3 separate regions of the Sus scrofa genome follow, and regions 1 and 3 are each linked to region 2. A link is a contact called in public HiChIP or PLAC-seq data. All regions are on one chromosome and are shown on one strand. The core of a region is the stretch at or near the end of the contact, and the rest is flanking DNA. Distances in the headings are between cores, read along the strand shown. Region 1 overlaps ASB1 (ankyrin repeat and SOCS box protein 1). Region 2 overlaps TRAF3IP1 (TRAF3-interacting protein 1). Region 3 holds the start of ILKAP (integrin-linked kinase-associated serine/threonine phosphatase 2C).

Evidence for each region. HiChIP or PLAC-seq counts read pairs in DNA pulled down with a chosen protein or histone mark.
Region 1: an H3K27ac HiChIP or PLAC-seq map of skeletal muscle shows a contact between it and region 2. The contact joins two enhancer-like sites. A contact is called at or near these places in 1 of 5 promoter capture datasets (fetal liver), 18 of 47 Hi-C or Micro-C datasets (alveolar macrophages, blood, fetal heart ventricle and 9 more) and 2 of 2 datasets of contacts at active chromatin or transcription factors (alveolar macrophages and skeletal muscle).
Region 3: an H3K27ac HiChIP or PLAC-seq map of skeletal muscle shows a contact between it and region 2. The contact joins the promoter of ILKAP here to the enhancer-like site in region 2. A contact is called at or near these places in 1 of 5 promoter capture datasets (fetal liver), 5 of 47 Hi-C or Micro-C datasets (embryonic fibroblasts, epiblast stem cells, mesenchymal stem cells and 1 more) and 2 of 2 datasets of contacts at active chromatin or transcription factors (alveolar macrophages and skeletal muscle).

The regions. Positions count from the first base shown.
Region 1 is chr15:137,951,902-137,955,888 of Sscrofa11.1, reverse strand. ASB1 (ankyrin repeat and SOCS box protein 1) reads right to left here. Exons shown (of 7, transcript XR_002339448.1): 7 at 3,839-3,987. Among named protein-coding and RNA genes, the nearest start is that of ASB1, 22 kb to the right of the region's middle. Within about 2 kb of position 1,843, at least 51 of the 83 cell types and tissues checked have an H3K27ac peak or open chromatin away from gene starts, as enhancers often do. A contact at or near this core is called in skeletal muscle, where this site is marked.
Region 2 is chr15:137,881,860-137,885,959 of Sscrofa11.1, reverse strand. It overlaps TRAF3IP1 (TRAF3-interacting protein 1), which reads right to left. Exons shown (of 16, transcript XM_021074958.1): 8 at 2,396-2,458; 9 at 1. Among named protein-coding and RNA genes, the nearest start is that of TRAF3IP1, 20 kb to the right of the region's middle. Within about 2 kb of position 2,774, at least 3 of the 83 cell types and tissues checked have an H3K27ac peak or open chromatin away from gene starts, as enhancers often do. A contact at or near this core is called in skeletal muscle, where this site is marked.
Region 3 is chr15:137,763,615-137,767,512 of Sscrofa11.1, reverse strand. It overlaps ILKAP (integrin-linked kinase-associated serine/threonine phosphatase 2C), which reads left to right and starts at 1,755. Exons shown (of 12, transcript XM_003133772.6): 1 at 1,755-1,957. The coding sequence starts at 1,903.

The sequences.
Region 1 (3,987 bases), core at 594-3,093, 71 kb before region 2:
TGGGGGCTCTCGCCCCCCCCCCCAGGGTGACCTCCACACCCCAAACAATCCTGATTTCCAGGCCACAGGATTAAGCCTCTGACACTTCAGTCACTCCCAGGAGGTCCTGGGCAGCAATAAAATAGGCCGAAAGTCCAGTATTCTTCCCTGTCAATTCCTTTGGCCCTCAATGCGGGCAGACTCCAATTCTGTTCACAAGGGGCTGCTCACAGGGCCCCTCCAGGGACTGGAACAAGCAGTTTCAAGTCCCTCCCAGCTGGCAATGGTGAGATGGCTTCTGCAGAGGCACTGACAGTGAGATAACTATGGCAAGAGTCCTGGGCAGCTGAGAAAGTGCAACCTAACTCCTCAAGGCGCCCCCGACACCCAGAGCTCATTAGGAATGGCCCCTGTGGGCATCTGACCACATGAAGTTCAACCTCTCTTCTCACGGCATCCTCACGGAGGATACTGCCAGCCGGTCTCAGGCACGCGTCCTGTTACACCAAACAAGGAGCGAGCACATTTCCTGCACACTTAAGTCCTCTCTCCGGGGTGAACCTCCCGAGGCTTTACGAGGTGAGGCTCTTGACTGAAGGTTTTCTCGCGACAGCTGCTCTCAGAGGCCTTTCCCTGGGGTGAACATCCCAGGGCTGAACGAAGCTCTTTGGGGAGAGGCTTTTCCCCTTCTCTGCATTCATGAGGTCTTCCTGTGTGTGAATCTGTCAGGGGTGAATGAGGCTGGACCTGCAGCTTAATGCCTTCTCACCCTGGTCGGACTTAACAGACTTTGAGGCAACCCAAGTTTGAAGTTTTGGCAGGAGGTCTTCCCACGTTTGCTGCACTCTGAACACCTTTGTAGGCTGTGAACTTCCCAGAGCTAAATCAGACCTTTGGCAAAGGGCTCTCATTCCATGGATTCAAAGGGACTTTCTCTAGTATAAACTTTCTGAGGCTGAGGGAGCCGAGCAGTGTGGCTACCGGCTCTCTGACACTTACTGCACTAACTGGGCCTTTCTGTCCTGCACCAAACAAGTGTGTTTTCTTCGCTGAATGCATCCTTCCCCCAGCGGCTGCACTCAAAAGGCCCTTCGCCAGTGTGGATTCTGAGGGGGGGTTAAGTGCATTCAGACCCCCCCCCCGGCTGGGGCTGCCTGGGCTCCCTCACACTGGATGCACTGCCCAGGGTCTAAGGGCTCCCCGCCCCCGCGCCCCTACCTGGCCGCCCCCTCCTGTGGTTGGCCTGGCGCCGTCTTCCAGCGCCGGGGAACCTGTCCCCCCCGCACACTAGGGCGTTCTCTGACACGTGGCTCCACAGCGCTCCACGAGGCCCTACCCTGCCCGCTTTTGCAGGGTTTCTCCGCGGTGCTGCTTTGGCGCCGGGAAAACGGAAGCTTCCTCCTGACGGCAGCTTCTGCCGGCTGCGGCGCCCCGGTCCTCAGCCTGGGCCACACGCCGCACGGTACGGGTCTGAGTGGACAGACGTGCGTGGGGAGCCCCGACCCGACACCCTCTTACAAAAACACAGCGCTCAGAAGGTGCCCCCTCTGCTTCACACCAACCACCCGGGGCCACAAGTGAAACGTTCCCCGCGTCGGATCGCCACCAGCAGGCCCCGAACCCAATCAAGGCGCCGCTCGGCCTCCCGGGCCACATCCTGAGACCACCCGGCCCTGCCAGAGGAGGGGCGCCAGCCGGGAATCCCCCGGCACGGCCCCCACGCACCTCCCTGCTGGATCCGAGCTGCACAGACCCCAGGGCGGAAGCGACCCCGGGAGGACGGCTCCGGAAGTCCCGCCCCACGCCGCCGGACGCACAGGAACACCCCCTCCTGGATTGGCCCGACACGGGTGTGACGTAGGTCAGAATGGGCGCTAAGAGATGGCGTTCCCACGCGGGGCGGGGCTTCACTGCCTCTTAAAGGAGACGCGCCAAGATTTCCGGGACAAGTACTAAATGCCACTTGCTGAAGGGCAGTGGCTGCCCTGGTGGCTGTGAGAGCACCTTCTTAAATTGGGTGTTGTTTTTCTAGGAAGGTGACCGTTTCTTCTGAATTCTCACATTACTATCAAAAAGTTGTTATAATATGTCCTCTCATCTTTTTACATGGTCGGTAAAATTTCCCTTTTAAATACTGGATTTGTACGCTTTTTGTCCTGACACCTCTCTGGAGGTGTATCGTTTCAGTTCTTTGGAAAGACGCACATTTTGTCTTTGTTGCTGCCTCCGTTGGTTGTAATGAATTCTGCTCTGTAGTATCTAGCTTTTACCCCACACACTCCACCTTCCATGCCCCCGTAACAGCGCGGTAGGTAGTAGGTTGCTGTTATTAGGACTGAGGCCTCCAGTGTTACTGGGATAACGTCTTCCTGCCTCGCCCAGCCTCTCGTGTTCCTTGGAGTTCTGTCCCCTGCTTTCCTAGGTACTCGTCAGTAAGTCAAGCCCAACTCCTATCCACATATGCAGAGACCACAGGTGTTCTGTAACTGAGACACCTTCTCCGGAGCCTCAGCCTCCGCACATCTGATCCCGACTGGGCATCTACTGTGCCTGAGGCTCGGCTGCCATCCTGAGAGTTTTCACCACGCTGCTGCGGAGTCACCTTGCCTCTCTTGTTGGACCCACATTTCCTGAATACCAGGCTTTCTCCTTTCTTGGTTTACTCCCTCATTCTGGAATAATACATCCTCTAATAGTTTTCTAAGAAAGGATGTGTGGAGTGTAAGTTTTTAAAGAAACTGCAAGTCTTCAGCTTGACTTTTGTATGTATTTCCCTCAGAATTCTGAGAGGGTCGAATCCCTCTATTGCCCAGTGTGGCATTTGAGGATTCCTGATCCTCAAAGCTGTTCTGAAGCCTGATCCTTTGTATGGTGTCTTGTTCATACTCTCAGGAAGTTACAGAGTCCTCTTTCTCCCCAGTGTTCTGAAATTCCATGGTGATGTGCCAAGGCAAAGCTATTTCTCCTTCCACTGTGTTAGTACGAGGCTGGTCCTTACAATTTGGAAACCCAGCCTTCACTCAGAATTCTCTTGAATTATGTATTGGAATCCACTACTAGCTGGGGGGGACTGGCCATATTCAGTGTCGGTTCGTATCTCAAGCTATTTCCTTTTAGGCTGGTGAGACTCCTCAAGACGCCTTTTCTCCTTTATTTCCTGCCTGGAGGGTAGAGCCTGTTTCCAGAGCCAAGGGAGCCAACGGTTTTACGTGGGGAGGGCTGATGCCACAACTCCCTTCGCCTCCGCCTGGGCTGGGCTGGGCTGGGGCTGGGACAACTGCCCGACTGTGTGCGGTGGAGAGCTGCAACTGCTTCTGAAGCTGGCTGCCAGCCAGTCCTCCTGCTTTCACTCTTCCACACACACTGCTAGAGGTACCTGGACCTGCCAATCCCAGAGCCTCTGGCAGCTCTGCAATAAAACCAGATTTGCACATGTTCTCAGTTCTTTCTCACAGGGCCGTTTTCGCGGGTATTTCTAAGTCAGTTACTGTTCATCTGTTTTCTTGAGAGCTTCCAAAATGTTGCTGTTTATAGTCATCCTAGTGGGATAATGCTTTTTTAAAGAATTAAAATTGCCTGTAATTTCGACAGATCTCAGGAAGGCGCTGTGGAAAGCGACCGCGTTCAGTTTTAAGAGTCTGGAAAACGAAGACCTTTGCTCAGAGAGTTCACGCCTCCATCTCAGACTCCAGCGGGTGCCACGGTCATAAGCAGAGACCACAGAGAGTGCAGGAAACCGGCACACACGTGCAGCTGGGTGTGGGGGACAGAGAAAGTGGGGCCATTTCTCCGGATGGGGGGACGGTGTGAGGAACGAAGACACCATCCGAGACGGCAAAACACAGAGACACACAGGGAGTCACCGGGAGATGAACACGTGTCATTATTTAGCTCATTCATTCCGAGGTCCAGCCCAGAGCTTCACACCGCATCCTCCCTCCGTAAAAACAAGTCACATATAACCAGGGGCCCACAGTCCCCACTGCCCCCCACCCGACAGAGCACTGC
Region 2 (4,100 bases), core at 1,525-4,024:
CCTGGGAAAAAAAAAAAAAAAAAAAAGGCACATCAGAAAAGCACCTTCTGTGTTAGAACCTCCGTGAACTAAACGAGCCCGACGGGGTCCGAGAAGAACAGGGGACGGACCACTCTGGACGCCTATCAGGGAAGGTCATTTCCTCACTGTCTTTGCCAGTTTCCTGCCTCAGCTTTACTTTCAACGAGAGAAGGACAAAGACCAAACAGAACCATGACTCCAACGTGTTATTACATGAGAAGAGCAGAGATGCGGAGAAGGTGAACCTCAGAGGTGAGAAACACAACAGAGGAGGGGGCAGGTGGCAGAGCCTGGAAGCCACGGGGAGGCCGGGACGGGGCCGGCATGCGGGGCCGGCCTGGGCCGCGGTCACGTTCGGTGGGACCAGCCCAGCAGCCGCCCTCCTTGCTCGGCAGCAGGTGCTTCTCCCTGGGCTCCAACAACAAGAACGTCTCCCAAGCCTGAGGCGGGCGGGCGGGCCTTGGCCTCTTCACCAGGGCCCTTGCCCTTCAAGTGCTGCGTGGTGGGGACAGACAGGACCCCTGCGCCCACAGTTAGTGAGCGGAAGCGCTGCGGGGTGGGGCGGACCAGAACTGTCGCTGTGTCACTCTCAAAGCGCACGAATGAGTTTGCAGGAGAGCCAAACCGCCACGGATGCAGGTGAGGCCAAGGACACTCGGGGGTGCCCATCCCCCACGGCCACCTGCAGGCAGGGACACCCCACAGGTCCCCAGGGATGGGCCTCGGAGCACACAGGCACAGAGGCTGGAGCTGTGTGTTGGCAGGAGGCCCTGGAGAGCTCTCTGTGGCCTGTGGACACCACAGTCAGAGCCACAGAAGCACTGCCCCAAAGAGGGGCTCTTGAGGTGAGGAGCCCTGCTCAGGGCAACAGGACCCACCTGCGGGAGCACAGCGCCTCCCAGAGGCCCCGCCCACAGAGGGACACCGCAGAGGACAGGCCTGGAAGACGGGCCATGGGCTGCTTGCAAAGGAGCCGGGAAGGGACCTGTGCGACAGCCGCTGTGCGACTTGGGCCTCGGACTTCCTGCAAAGCCCATGCCCTCAGCCCTGGGGACAGACTGTAGGTTCACATGGAGCCCGGAAAGGTTCCTGGGTGGCCGGGGGCAGCTGAGTTACGAGCTGATGTCCAGAGGGAAGGCGCACAGCAGCCTCCATCCTGCGCCAAGGGGGCCCGACCCCGCAGCGCCCCCCAGTGTGGATGCTCAGGCCCTCTGGCTCCCCCTCAGCACCCCCACCAGCTCAGCCGCATCCCCAAAAGCCAGGGCTGAGGCCCCGACATGGCAGCCTCCCCCCACCGCGCCCCACCCCAGGCGAGGGCACCCACAGCCCAGCTCCCACCACCAGCAAACGGCAACAAGCCATCCTCTGAGCTCGGCCTCGGCTGTCCCTGAGCTTCTGAAATCTGCTGCTGCTCCCGGACCACAGCCTAGGCCCTCCTCTCCCTGGAGCACCGCCCAGCCTCCCAGACGAACTCACCCGACCGCAATTAAGCCACTCGCCCTACAAGTGTCATGAGCTTCCTGCTGCTACTGTCCCCAACATGGTCACCGGCCCCAACTCTCACCACCGCCCCGCAAGGCTCCCCTGGTCCCCAGGGCACAGGCTCCCACAGCCCTGCTCCAGCCTGGCCTCTGCCCACAAACACCCTCCCTGCCCGGAGCCTCAGCGCCCACCACACAGTAGCCTTCAACAGACATATTTGGTTGGAACAAGCCGACCACCACCAGGCGCCCCTGGCCCTGCCCCGTGCTGGGATGCTGGTGCTGGGGTGCGGCTGGGCCTTAAAAAGCCTGGTAGAAGTGGCACGGCACTGCAAATCAACTGCGCTTTAATATGAAAACTTCACAGACGTAAAAACTGTTTCTAAATAACTTTTTTAAAAAAAAGCCTGGTAGGAGCTCCAGGGCCTTAAAGAACAAATGCTGAGCAAGTATTTGAGCAGGACTCCTTTTTTGAACGCTGAGGAAAACTATGCCGAAAGCAGACTCTCCCTGAGGTTCGACTTCAGACTCTCCAAGCACACAGGTCACGGAAAAGCCAGGGTCCCGACGGTGCTCTGAGCTGCGCGAACGGCCTCTCCGGACACGAGGCCTGGGGCTGCCAGCTCGGCCTCCGGGACCCAGCAGGGGCCCCCTGGCTCTGCACTGAGTCTCAGAAGGAACAGTGGGGACGCGGGAGGTGTGCTGCCATCAGGCGATGACCAGAACGTTCCACCCTCTCTACGTAGAAGGGCACCTTCGGTCCCGACGGCGCCGAGAACGAGGGTGCGGCCCCGTGTGGGTCGGAGGGCCGGGGGGCTGCGGCCGCGGCCTCTGGGAAGAGAGGCGCCCACAGAGCCAGCGTGTTGCCCAGGCGGGAAGGGCCTCCTTCTTACCTTTCTGCTTCACTGCGGGCTCGGGCTCAGCGCTGTCTCGCCACAGACCAGCTGAATCAGCATCTGAAACACGAGCTGAGTTAGTTTTGGCTTCTTCTGTTCCTGACGTAAGACAGTTAAAATGGAGCCTCAAGAGGGGGCACGGCAGGCTGGCCAGCGGGCTCCGTTAACCTCACCGAGCTCCACTCCCGGCCCCAAGTGTACCAACGAGGACCCCGGGCGGCACTGCAAAGAAGGCAGGGGGTCCCTCCCAGGCATGGCCGGGGCACAGACCCCGAGCCCATCAGCCCGGCCAGGCGGAGGCCTGTGGCCCCACAGCCAGAACCCCGCTACGTCCAGAACCACCCAGCACGACTATCGGCCAGGCCTGGGAGTCATAAGCTGCAAAGAGGCTGCAACTTCCGGAAAGCAGGACGAACAGGAAAACGATGCCCAGCCTGGTGCTCAGCCTCAGCCATGCGGAGAACTCCCAAATACCCGCCTCCTGATTACTGAGTGACGTGCAAATATTTATAAAAACAGAATATATCAAATGCCTAAGTAATAAAATATTTTTCTATTAAAAACAAAAGGAGTGGATGCTGGAAGAACAGATTTTGAATCGTGGCAGCACCCAGGGTAGAAACCTGACTTGTCACTAAAGCCCCCCCCATCCCCCAACTCCCTTAAAATCTCCATCAGGAGACAAAAATAAAACTGGGAGAAAGTTTCCTTTCCTGAAACCCTATCTTATAATTTCTTAAAAGCACTCAAAGAAATGGCTTGTGTTAGAATTAAACTGCCATTAATGATCAAAGAACTGCTTTACTTTCTGTAATGGAACTACATAAAATGGACAACATAATTTTCTAAAAAAATTTTTTTCGATCTATTAAAATGCTGACTTAAATAGTCTGTTTCAAGGAATTAATTATTTATGATATCCCATAGAACGCAGCCAAAAAACCAACAGGAAACACCGTTCAGTTCTGAAACAAACAAATCTTGGCGTTCCCGTCGTGGTGCAGGGGAAACGAATCAGACGAGGAGCCATGAGGTTGTGGGTTCGATCCCTGGCCTCATTCAGTGGGTTAAGGATCTGGTTGGTGTTGCTGGGAGCTGTGGTAGGTCGCAGGCACGGCCAGGATCCTGAGTGGCTATGGCTGTGGTGTAGGCCGGCGGCTAGAGCTCCGATTAGACCCCTAGCCTGGGAACCTCCATATGCCATGGGTGTGGCCCTAAAAAGCAAAATAAAATAAAGCAAATCTAAATGTAAGTTTGGCAGCTATAGATTATCAATTTTAAAAGAAAACATCCCAATAACTTTTAGGTGTTGTATATTATTTGAAAGTGTCAAATATTTTCTATACTGTGCAAAACTCACCAGCATAGTCAGTAAATTACAAAGGCATTATTTCCGTCTGTAGCTTAAGAAGAAGGCTGCCCTGCACAATTTTATCTTCTCAAAGTTCTTTCTTTTATGAGAGGCCTATGGCGGTTGTTTTAACATTGCTAGTTGTAGTCTCAAGTAAGCTTCTGCTAAACCCCAAGATCACGCGGATAGAAAGAGTATATAAAGCAGACCACACATTCACTAATAATACTACAACCCACTCTTCTTTCTTTGTCTTTTGTCTTTTTAGGGCTGCACCCGCGGCACGTGGAGGTTCCCAGGCTAGGGGTCGAATCAGAGCTATGGCCACGGGCCTCCACCACAGCCACAGCA
Region 3 (3,898 bases), core at 506-3,005, 120 kb after region 2:
GAACGAATGTCCGAGATGACTCGCTCGGCTTGGCTGGCTGTCACTGCTGGCTGTCAGCTGGCAGGTCAGCAGGGTTGCTGAGTACAGGGTCCCAGTGTGGCTTTTCCAGCAGGGCAGTCTCAGGGTAGCAGGACTTGTTACTCGGTGACTGACTTCCTCTCGAGCAAGCACCTCCAGAGAACCAGGCAGAACCTGGCCTTTATGACCGAGCCTTGGAAATCATATAATGGCTCATGCAAGAAGATGCTTCAACACGCCAGTTCCATTTAGCAGCAGACGGGGAAGAGCGGTTCTGGTGAGCCTTGCTAGAGCTGTTCTGGAGAAGCGACGAGGTGGAGCAAGGCTGGGGTGGACTGAGAGGTGAGCAAATGGAGACTATTCACTTCAGAGCACCTCTGCAGTTCGGCTGTTACGGGTGAGGGGAGAGCAGAGAGGATTTCACAAAGAGGAGGCGAACGGTCAATGAGATGAGACCTGTGGGCTTGCTGGGTCCAACAATGTCCTAAGCCAGAGATGGCCAGAGGCACAGCTGTAGTTGACCAAGTTGGGTTTCTTATTCATCCCAGCGAGGAAAACCGTTGCTGGAAATCTCAGTAAAGCAATGCACAAAGGACTAGAAGGTCTGCGTTCACGTTCACTGATTTGGGAAACACTTAGGGAAGTGGAGCTTTGCTCTGGATTGGATGTCAGAACTGGGGGGCGATGCCTCCACCGGATGTCTTACTGTCAGGTCTGAAAGGCAGGACCACTAGACAAAGGCTGCACTTGTAACTGGTAAAGAAGCAGCAGTCACTCTTAATCGGCAAGACAGGTTTTTTGTTTGTTTTTTTAGGGCTGCAGTTGCCTCATATGGAGGTTCCTAGGCTATTGGTTGAATTGGAGCTGCAGCTGCAAGCCTACAACACAACCGCAGCAACGTGGGATCTGAGCTGCATTTGCAACCTACACCACAGCTCACAGCAACACTGGGTTTTTAACCCACTGGGCGAGGCCAGGGATCGGACCCGCATCCTCATGGATACTAGTCGGGTTCTTTATCACTGAGCCAGGACGGGAACTCCCGGGTGTCTGGTCATTTTTGTGGCTTCGACTATGTTCATCTTTTGACCGGGTTCGGACATGAGTGGAAGGGCCTCCTTTTTTGCCTTGACCTGTCCTCAGAGCCCGAGGTGGATGTTTTATGAAACTGTGCTTGTTCAATAGAGCACCGAGGCCCAGCTGCGTGTGCCGGGCCAGCGCCCTGATGTCCTCCTTCCCCTCCCCCCCGTGCCCGGATGGATGCAGACAAGCCGAGGGATGCCTCCTCTCCACCCTGCATCTTAAGGAGCCGCTGTCCTAACTCACCGGGCCGCTCCATCAGGCCTGGAATGGGCTGGTGTGAGCATGACGGAACGGACCCATGTGAAAACCCCATAACGTCTTCCTGGCCGTCAGGGCTCACTGCAGCTGCCCTTGAGCTCAGGCATTTCTCTCCTGAAGGCCTTCTCAACCTCGGAGGCCGGTGCCCAGGAGGAGGAGGAGGAGCCCGAGCCCGAGGCCCCCGAGAAACATGGCGCCTTCCGCGGCGCGTCAGCCCCGCCTGCCCAGGTACCAGCTCCCGCCCCGAGAACAGGGTAGACGTGCGCGTGCGCGCCGCCAGCCCCGCCCCCTCGCCGCCCCGCCCCGTCCCGCCCCGCGCGCGCGCAGGCCTCTGGGGCGGCCTGGCCACGCCGCGCGCCGATTGGTGGCGTTCCGGGCCCGCCTTCGGGTGATTGACGGCTCGGGGCCACCACCGCCCCGCCGCTGCCACTGCCGCTGCTGCTGCCGCCGCCGCCGCCGCCGACGCCGCTGCAGGGTGTGGAGCCCGCCGCCGCTCGCGGGCTGCGCGTCTGCCGCCGCCGCCGCTGCTGCCCAGCCTCCGCCATGGACCTGTTCGGGGACCTGCCGGAGCCCGAGCGCTCGCCGCGCCCTGCTGCCGGTAAGCGGGTGGCCGCCGGCCAGCGAGGGGAAGGAGGCCGGAGGGCGGGTGGCGGCGGCCTGCAGGCCCGCGGCGCCTGAGGCGGGCGGCGGGGGAGCGCGAGGGCGAGCGCGGGGGCACCGGCTCCGGGGCTCGGGCGCCTCCGCCATGTTCGCTGCGCAGGAGGAAAGGCCGCCGCGTCCTTTGTGTGCGGCCTCCACGTGCGGCCGCCCAGGGCCCGCGGTCCCCGCCGGCCCGCACGCCGGGCCCGCTCCCCGCCCGGAGCCGCCCCCGCGCGGCCCGGCCTGCGCTCGAAGCGCTCGCAGGGGCGACGACGTTATTCGGGGCGCTCCCCGCGCGGCGCCTCCTGCTTTGTGTTTTGTTGTCGCGCCCGAGGTTGCAGGGATCACCCACTTGGGCGCCCGCGGCTTGGAGGCCCGAGAGGATTTCTTCTCTGCCCCTCTGCTTTTAGCGTCTGATTCACAGCACTTGGGTGTGCTTTTCGGGGTCCCGGGAAGTGCCCCGCTCCCCGAAGTGCAGAGCGTCATCCCGGGGCCGCTCAGCTCCCGGAGCTGGGGTTTGAGCTCCACGTTTTAGCAGCGTGGGGACCGTCTGGTTGGTGCTGTAGGTCAGCCGCGCCGGGTCGCAGTTGGCAGAGGACCCGCTACGGTTTTCACGTGCAAGGTCTTCAGCCGGACGCTGTGACTTAGGGCTTTCTTTCCAAGCCAAACTCGGTGGCGGAGAACGTGGAAAAGCAAAAGCAAGTTCAGATACTCCAGGCTGGCCTCAGCCCCGCTGCGTCTGAAAGCCCGGCGGGAGCGCCCTGCCTCGGGGTCGTGAAACCTGCAGGGGACTTTTGACAGCCCAGCAGGGGTCCGGAGACCCGCGGTTTGGGAACTACTGCTGCGGGGAACACGGAGGGCACCGAGACCCAGCCTTTGCTTTCAAAGAGCCGGATTCTGAGTGCAAGCGACTAAAATCGGAGAGGGCTGGAGGTGATGATGACTGTGGGAACTGCTGCTGTCCCGAGAAGCCGTGTTCGTAGTTCGTGGCCGGTGGAGAAGGAGGCGGAGCTGGAATTGGCCTCTGACGACGGGGCGGACTTGTGACGGGTCCTACCAGGGCGGGAGGAGCAGTGCCACCCGGGGCCCTAACTGTGGTCCCCTTGGGAGGAGTTGTCCTGCTGTCCACCGGGCCTGGGCGGGGGCTGGTCGCATGTGGGTGGCCAGGCCCGTCTTTATCGGGTCCTTATGCGCAGTAATGGCACCCTTACTTTTCTCCGAACGTTCCCTTTTTACATTTGTTTTCTAGATCGTTCTGGTTGTGAAAACTCTGGCTTGTGTGTGCACTCTTTCTCTCTCTGTGGGTGGAGTATAACTTTTGTCTGAGTATGTTTGGGGCAGACTTTGGATTTGTAGATGTGCCCGGAAGCCTATCACATCTCTTTTTACCTGAAATTAATTCGGGTCTGTTGAGGGGGGCATTCCCTAAAATGACACAAAACTCGACAACTCTCCTAAGTTGGTGCTTGGAGGACACACCCAACCCTGCGGAGATGGCAGGTAGCAGGGCTCCGTGCGATGTTGAAAGCCCCCTTCCCTGAAGTGTCAACAGCACTGACACTGTCACAGGTCCTGCTTGACTGGGTGTGGTTTTTTTAAATAGCTTTAAGAACGAAGAAGGCAAGCTTTCTGATTTGTAGATGACAGAAAGCTGAGAGGGATAAGCACTAAAGTGAGTGACAAAATTGGAACCCCAAATAATCTTAACAGGCATTTAGTTAATACCAACAAGATGAAACCTAACAGGTTTAAAAAAAAATCATTTGAACAAGAACAGAATCTGATTTCACAATCATGTGAAAATATTTTGATTTTTGAAACTTTAAATGTCATACTTTGTTTCCAAAAAATCGGCCGTATTGGTTGATTAAATTGAACATAGAGTGAATGAAAGGAAAAT